Regions from separate parts of the Oncorhynchus mykiss genome. Here region 1 is linked to region 2. A link is a contact called in public Hi-C data. All regions are on one chromosome and are shown on one strand. The core of a region is the stretch at or near the end of the contact, and the rest is flanking DNA. Distances in the headings are between cores, read along the strand shown.

Region 1 (3,663 bases), core at 338-2,837, 66 kb before region 2:
TATAGTGAGTGCAATATGGATCAGTTATTGTGAAGAAGGTTTAAGGTGAGGGAGTGGGACCTGCATTATAAAAAAAGTAAAACAAACTAAAACTAACGAATCAGTCTCCTGACTTTTTGGTTTGTCATGTGTGATATTTGAAGTTGAAATTTTAGCCTGAAGCACTTTTGAATTGTAATCCAAGATACATAAAGTGTCATAACTGTACCTGCCATAAAGGACCGCTCAAATACCGATTCTGCTCCTTTTCTGCAAAAGGAAAAACACATAAGCGAAGCATAACCGGAGTTGTTCTGTCTTTGGTTTGTAAACTAATAACCAAATGATTGTCTGAGAGCTTGTGGTCTGGCCAGGTTACGATGGTCGGCACTGTCTGTGTATGATGCAAATTGTGTGTGTATATTTTATATATAACCCTAGGGAGATCAATGCATTGCAGTGTTCTGCACATCGTTATCCTCAAGTGCTTTCTGTAGCCTTGGTTCCCAAGATTTTACCCTAGAGTTGAAACCAATAAAGTCTCAAAGAGAGAAGTCCGTGCACTGCTTACTCATTTATCGTGGTCAACTTGTTTCATCGGGAACAGGAAGGAAACGCTCTCCAACCTTGCTTTCCAAAATCAATGAATTGAGAAGCGAAGCGGAGAGGAAAATCACCAACTCGGAGGCCAGTGGAAGTTGATAAACCTGCTTCTTTGTTAAAAGTGAATGTTGCCTCTTGGTTGGAGTTTTTATGATTGTATCACATGGAAAGGATGGGGTCCATATATCATACTGAGTCAAGACTACACCCTTGTCTGGTAATAGTACACGTAGTTTAAAAATGCTTGTTGCTCATGGCATTGATTGCCCAGCCCTACCAGTAGATTACCTGCATTCTGTAGCAGGTAAATGGGCCGTTGGATGCACTGGCCCATTCACACCAGCAGAGCACGCTATGGTACAGTCACACACTATCAAATAACGGAATCTGATGAGTGGAAAAACAAGCTATTGTACATTTTGGTGATATGTTTTCAGTAATTGTTTTACTTAGCTTTGGCAGGACTGGCTTTTCTTAGAAAGAATGCTGATTTATTTTGGGTGCGGATCATTTGGACAAATCCAAATCCCCCGTAATCTATTATTAAATCATTAGATAATTGTGGGGCAGTCTTGAAACGTCTGTCACAGATTTGGCTTGAGATGGTAACCGATGGTGACTCAAGAAACCGAGACGGTAAATTAGGAGCTCTTTCTTTATGGAGCTGTCTTGATGATCACCAGACCATTGTTTTTCAATTGTCAGATCATTGCAACTAAGAGAGACCCATATCAACCCCATCACGTTACACATGTGGCATGGGATATAGTAGCCTATAGGCTAAACCAATAAACCACATTTGTTACAAATTAAACTGTAATTTTGAACAAATAACCTATTTTCAAAATTAAGACTGGTAGAATAGCTTTCAAGGAAAGCAAGTGGTAGCCTATTGCCACTAGGTGAGACTATTGACCACCAGATGGCATGCCAGGAGTAGCCTATCGTCCATCAAAGTTGGCAGGCAGACAGGCAGACAGACAGCCAGGCAGACAGGCAGACAGACAGCCAGGGTGGGAGAACCGACCAAACCAGCGCTCACAAGCGACAGCACCACGCCAGAGTGAAAACGAGGCGGGGGATTGGGAACACTGAATACAGAGATAGCGTACTCGAGTCGCGTACTGGAGCAGCTAAGATCACTGATATATCTGGAGGAAAAGTTCCGCACAAAACAAACCGCCGTTGGCCAGCTTATTCTTTGAAGAGAAAGAAGATACCATTAAAAAGGTGTGTAGGCTTACGTTACATCATTCATCGCAAGACCGCAGATAGTTATTGGTTACTTCCAGAGTTACCTTGTTGTAATGCATAGTTGCAAAAACGACTGGCTACTTTGGTTTCTTTGACCTCGAGTACCTTCACAGAGGGGTGCATTAGAACCTACTGTTGTTGTGGTGTAGTAACATAACTATATTTATAAACGTGAGCTCTGTTTTGATATTTAGGCTACAACGCTGGGTGATATTGGGGTGCCAATATTGTTTTGGTTGTATGTACGTGGTTTTTCACGTGATACACTGGCTACATTTTTGTACAACGCATTGCTTTCTTAGCATAGGTAGCCTACAATTGGTAAACAGATTATTTCCAACAGGTCTAATAGTTTGATATGAATCACATCTGTGTCAAATGTTTCTTAAAGGGATCTTTTTTTCCTGCACGACTAAACGTTAGTGGCTATTAGTGGCAGTAGCCAGACTTTCCTGGTTTGGGAATGAGCGTTTGTCTCGTCGGGGTCTTTTGTTGAAATTGAATATGGATTAAACTCCTTTTGTTGTATTTGAATGGTGCTTTTCCATCTAGACTTACCACCACACCAGCGTGTCGCCAGTGTTTTATGTTAATGTTAGCTCTAGTGTTATTGTGTTTCCACCAGGGAGTTATGGAATACAAGACTGGCCAGCAGAATCAACAACCTCCATCATTCAAGACTGTTGCTTTGTGAAACGGTGTTAAAGTTAGCCATTGTTATGTAAATGAGAAGCTGAAAGGTACCCAAGACCTTGCCTTGGCTCCAAGTCAGAGCAGGTCTGCTGGAGCCTAGTTACATGATTTTTGGTGTCCATTACTGGGCGTTACAGGAAAGCCCCATAGAAACCACCGCCATAGATTTATAAACTAACCATTTTTTTCTTGGCGATACTTTCTTCGTTTTTGATTCGGTTAAATGTCCGTTTCCAGTTGCAGGTGGTTCTACAAAAAAAGAACAACCTCAAAGATATTAAATCCATGTTTTTGCTTTGCCAAGTTGTTGAATGCAATGCGTCTTTGCACCATTACTTATCCCCATCCACACACCAATTTACAACTACAATTGGGAAAACATTTGAACAGCAGTAGGCCTATATGCACATGTTGTTGGCTACCGCACAGCCTTGGTGACATCTGTTATTCTGTTTCCAATAGAACCACTGGGACAAAGGCATGTGGAATCTCAGTGTTGCGGTGCTTGCGTGGCCAGCGATGCGTGAAAACGAAAGCATAGTTAATGTTCCTTACATAATGATAATCCATCCATCATCCTCAGACCATAGGACAGGTCCCCCAGTTTGTCCGATTTGTTTCTTTCTAATAATAGGACATATTGTTCTACATAATACTTTCCAACGATCAATTTAGTGTGTGGCTGTGGATGGATGGAGAGATCGTCACAATAAGCTGACCAGGGGTGTCAAACAGATTTTGCCCCTCGGGCCGCATTCAGTCTTCAATGAGTTCCGGGGGGCTGCACTGTTCACGGGTTATATTTCATCACCTTCAAACTTCTAGCCATCGTTTTTCGAATTTTTGATGTTCCCTGACTGTCTAGCTTTCATTTCGGTTATTATTAGAGAGCTCTGGACACAGTCAAGAAACTGTATGAATGTATGCCTCATGGGCCATATGTTTGACACCCCACTTTAGATCTTATCATGGGGTGCTTATAGATCTTATTGGTGCATAGCCTACAGATAAACTGAACATCAAGATAAGCATGAATAATACCCTATTATGTGCGGTATAAAAGAGGGTAATCAACAAGTCGCCTAGTATTTTGGAGCTCATTCAATAGGGTGAGACCTCCCAAAGGTGAGCCAT
Region 2 (3,685 bases), core at 557-3,056:
TAGAGGTGTTTGTGTGTTTAAGTACCTTTCTGGAGTCCTTCCCTGCGGATGTGAACCTGATAATATGAGCTCTCAAAATGTTGAGGTGAGCAATACTCTCCTTTTAGAAATCGCAATGATGTGGTGGTACATGTATGCCTGGTGAGCGCTCTCCAAAAATGGTATCGATTTCTTCCATCCATGGACAAAAACGCTGTCTGCATGCTCAAGCCTCCTCCTTCCCTCACTAAAACCTTCCTTCTCAGGAAAACACTACAGTTTCTATTGCCAATCATTTTTACATGTGTCGTTTAGCAGAGGCGCTCTTATCCAGAGCGACGCACAGTTAGCGCAATGATGTTAAGATGCCGAGGTGAGACGACCACATATCTCGGTCGTAGTCGGTACAATTTCCTTCACTAAAGTCATTATCAGCGAAGTCGGTGCTAGTAGGAAACGACCGGTAAACGGGGTGGCACCATGGGGTTTTTATCTAAGATGCATTTGGAACCCCTAAACCTTTCCTTGGGGTACTTCATATCACTTTTGGCAGTTGATTTCCATAGACTCTTATCATTCAGTTCTCATTCTCAGTTCCCCTACTAAGTTTGGCCTTTTGACAGCTGAGTTTCAATGTAGAATTAGCCTTGCTATTACTTGTGTTTGGGCCTCTTTGACTGACACCCAGCTGCTGGAAATATAGCAGGTCCCCACACAAAAAGATGTAGCAAAGAACTTGTATTTTTTATTTTCTACTGTACTTCACTAGAATCATACACCGACGTTTCGGTTAAGAGCCTTCTTCATTGTCTTTACTCCCAGCTGCCGACGTCTGCTACCAATGCTACAGTCAGAACACTGAATGGACAAGCAACGGGGCCTCTCCCGGTGCAAAACTTCACTCTGTTCCAGCGCAGCTCTACAGGATATTAAATAAATATTTTGGATTATATTCCTATTATTCCAGGCCAAGCAGGAAGCCCCATCTGTTTCCATTCCAGGGAATGTCTGTCTGGCTGTGCTGTCCGGTGTTTTTACTCCAACTCCCTCCCCTCCCTAATCTCTGTCGCATTTCCTCTTGCATTCCTCACCTGCACTTTTTGGGACTATTCTATTGGTTCCATTGTAAAGTACACACAAAATCAACTATTTGACATACTGACGGTATGTGTTTGACCCATGGGGTCCAGTCAGGTGCTTTTCTATCGAAGGTCTATCTACGTGATGACTATGGCCACTTTACACAATGTTGGTTTGACCCTTGGCCCACACCAGAGACGGCAGTCTGGCTACCACGACTGTACCTCAACCTCGCAATCTTATTCCGAACCCAAAATATTATTCTGCAGTAATACATTTGATTCTCAGTAGTCATGGAAATCCTGTCTGTGTTGTTGTATAGGCCAGACTGTGTGGCATGCAAAACTGTTGACTGAGCCAACTTTCAGTTTCCTCCCCCAACCTTAAATATACTAGCGTTTTGCACATTTCCTCAAAATACAGGTTCAACAGCACCACGCCAGCAATATGGCACCGCTATTATGCAACATGCCGTCTTTCGTTTCTTTTCTTGACAATATCATAAACAACAGCTCAGCCAAAAGCCTGTTTTGTGTGTCCAATGTTTAGTCTGAAGGTAGCATTTAGAGCTTTTGTAGCCTGGAATCCAAATGGAATATCACTCTTTTGAACTATTGTTTCAACGGAGTGATATTCCGTTTTAAATTCCAGGCTGAGAGGTTTGTTAATTGTCTCCTCTCCATTGTCAGTGAGATTGACGGTGGATATCCCTGCAGACGCTTCGCTATTTAATTGATGAGAGACAGGAAACCCTCCTTCTAGTGCTGTCTCTCATCTGCCTACACTTCCTCTTTCAAACACCCCTTTATATTCCTTCATAGCGCTAATGACCCTCTGCTTTTTATTCTTGAAATCGTTCTCTCCATCTCCTAATGTGGGCATTGTATTTATACCCAATTATGGCCAATCAATGTCCAGTAATGCTAAATCTTGAATTGTGTTGTAATGCACAGTAGTTTTTATTTGTGTATGGATTTTGCATCAAAATAAGGCATTTGACTGGCCTAACAATGAATAGCTTGGCTACAGTTGGAAGTATGTAGAATAGATATTGGATGCCATGCAGCATTGTTTTGACACTGGGCTAGGAACAGATGGCTAGAGTATGTTGCAACGTCCGTCCGTACCACATGTTTCTGATTTGCCAAAGCTGCCCATGCATCCTCTTTCTACTTCCTGCTTTGCCGTGGAGATTGTATCACTGTGGTCTGTGGTCCGAAACGACCCTCTCCCCTACTTCTCCGCTCTGTAATGCACCTCCATAGTTCTCCATTAACGGAACGTCTCCAGCCAGTGCGTGCTGGCCATGCTACTCTGTTGGAGAGGAAAGGTTAGTCGCTTGTGAAAAACTCTTATCTCTCCCTCCTTCCAGACGACGTCTCCGGCGGGGCAGGGCCGGCCCGAGTCCCCTGTCTACACCAACCTCCAGGAGCTGAAGATCTCCCAGTCCAGCCTGCCCCCCCTTCCTTCAAGCTCCCCACTGCATGTCCTCGGTGACTGGGAGACCCACAAGGACCTCACCGGCAGACACTTCTACTATAACAGAGCCTGCGGCGAGCGCACGTGGAAACCGCCCCGCGTACGGGATGCGAGTTGCAGTACCAGTAGTAGTCGGGGAGACCCCCATGGCACAGGAGAGATGGAGGTATGTAAACACACTCCTTGGGTGCCCCATCGAAACAGACCCTCATTCCATTGGTTGTATTGCTGTAGCATACTGTCGATACAGTTAGAGCTGAAGTTGAGCTGTAAAGCGAGGGAGAAAAGAGTTTGGTTTGGATCCAACAGAGGACGTTTAACCCATCATGTTGACCCCTGCCGCTGATCTACAGTCTACCTAATATATCTGTCCCCCTAACGTATCAACAACTGCTCTGAAAGGTGGCCCTGGGGCCTAATGATTATATTTTAGACATTTAGCAGACATTGGAGCGGTTAATGAAAGGTCTGTGTTAACAATTTTCCCCTAGCAAAGTAGTTATCAGTAGGAAAAGACAAGCGCATTTTTTTTGGGGGGGGGGGTTACTCCTTGAAGAGGTAGGGTTTCAGATGTTTTCGGAAGATGGGCAGGGGGACTCTGCTGTCCTGACGTTAGGGGGAAGCTTGTTTCGCCATTGGTGTTCCAGGACAGAGAAGAGCTTAGACTGGGCTGAGCGGGAGCAGGTGTAGGGTTTGAGCATAGCCTGATTTAGTGAGGGGCAGTTCCCCTTGCTGCTCCGTAGGCAAGCACCAGGGTCTTGGAAGCGGATGCAAGCTTGGACTGGATGCCAGTGGAGTGTGTGGAGGAGTGGGGTGACATGGGAGAACTTGGGAAGGTTGAACACCAGTCGGCTGCGGCATTCTGGATAAGTTGCAGGGGTGGACAAGCGGGGACCCCAGCCAACAGAGAGTTGCAGTAGTCTAGACGGGATATGACAAGTGCCTGGATTAGGACCTGTGCCGCTTCCTGTGTGAGTAGGGTCGTACTCTACGGATGTTGTAGAGCATGAACCTGCAGGAGCGAGTCACTGCTTTGATGTTGTCAGAGAACAAAAGGGTGTTGTCCAGGGTCACGCCAACGTTCTTTGTGCTCTGGGTGGGGGGGGGACACCATGGAGTTGTCTACTGTGATGGAGAGGTCTTTGAG

The links. Hi-C and Micro-C count contacts between places; a contact is called where the count stands out from the background.
Region 1: a Hi-C map of liver shows a contact between it and region 2, with 7 times the contacts expected there. The contact joins the promoter of LOC110535557 here to the enhancer-like site in region 2. A contact is called at or near these places in 2 of 3 Hi-C or Micro-C datasets (blood and liver).

The regions. Positions count from the first base shown.
Region 1 is chr11:28,359,663-28,363,325 of USDA_OmykA_1.1, reverse strand. It overlaps LOC110535557 (rho GTPase-activating protein 12), which reads left to right and starts at 1,587. Exons shown (of 16, transcript XM_036935292.1): 1 at 1,587-1,812. LOC110535558 (kinesin-1 heavy chain) reads left to right here. Exons shown (of 25, transcript XM_021620626.2): 25 at 1-533.
Region 2 is chr11:28,294,007-28,297,691 of USDA_OmykA_1.1, reverse strand. LOC110535557 (rho GTPase-activating protein 12) reads left to right here. Exons shown (of 16, transcript XM_036935292.1): 3 at 2,432-2,704. Among protein-coding and RNA genes, the nearest start is that of LOC110535557, 66 kb to the left of the region's middle. Within about 2 kb of position 1,806, at least 2 of the 11 cell types and tissues checked have an H3K27ac peak or open chromatin away from gene starts, as enhancers often do.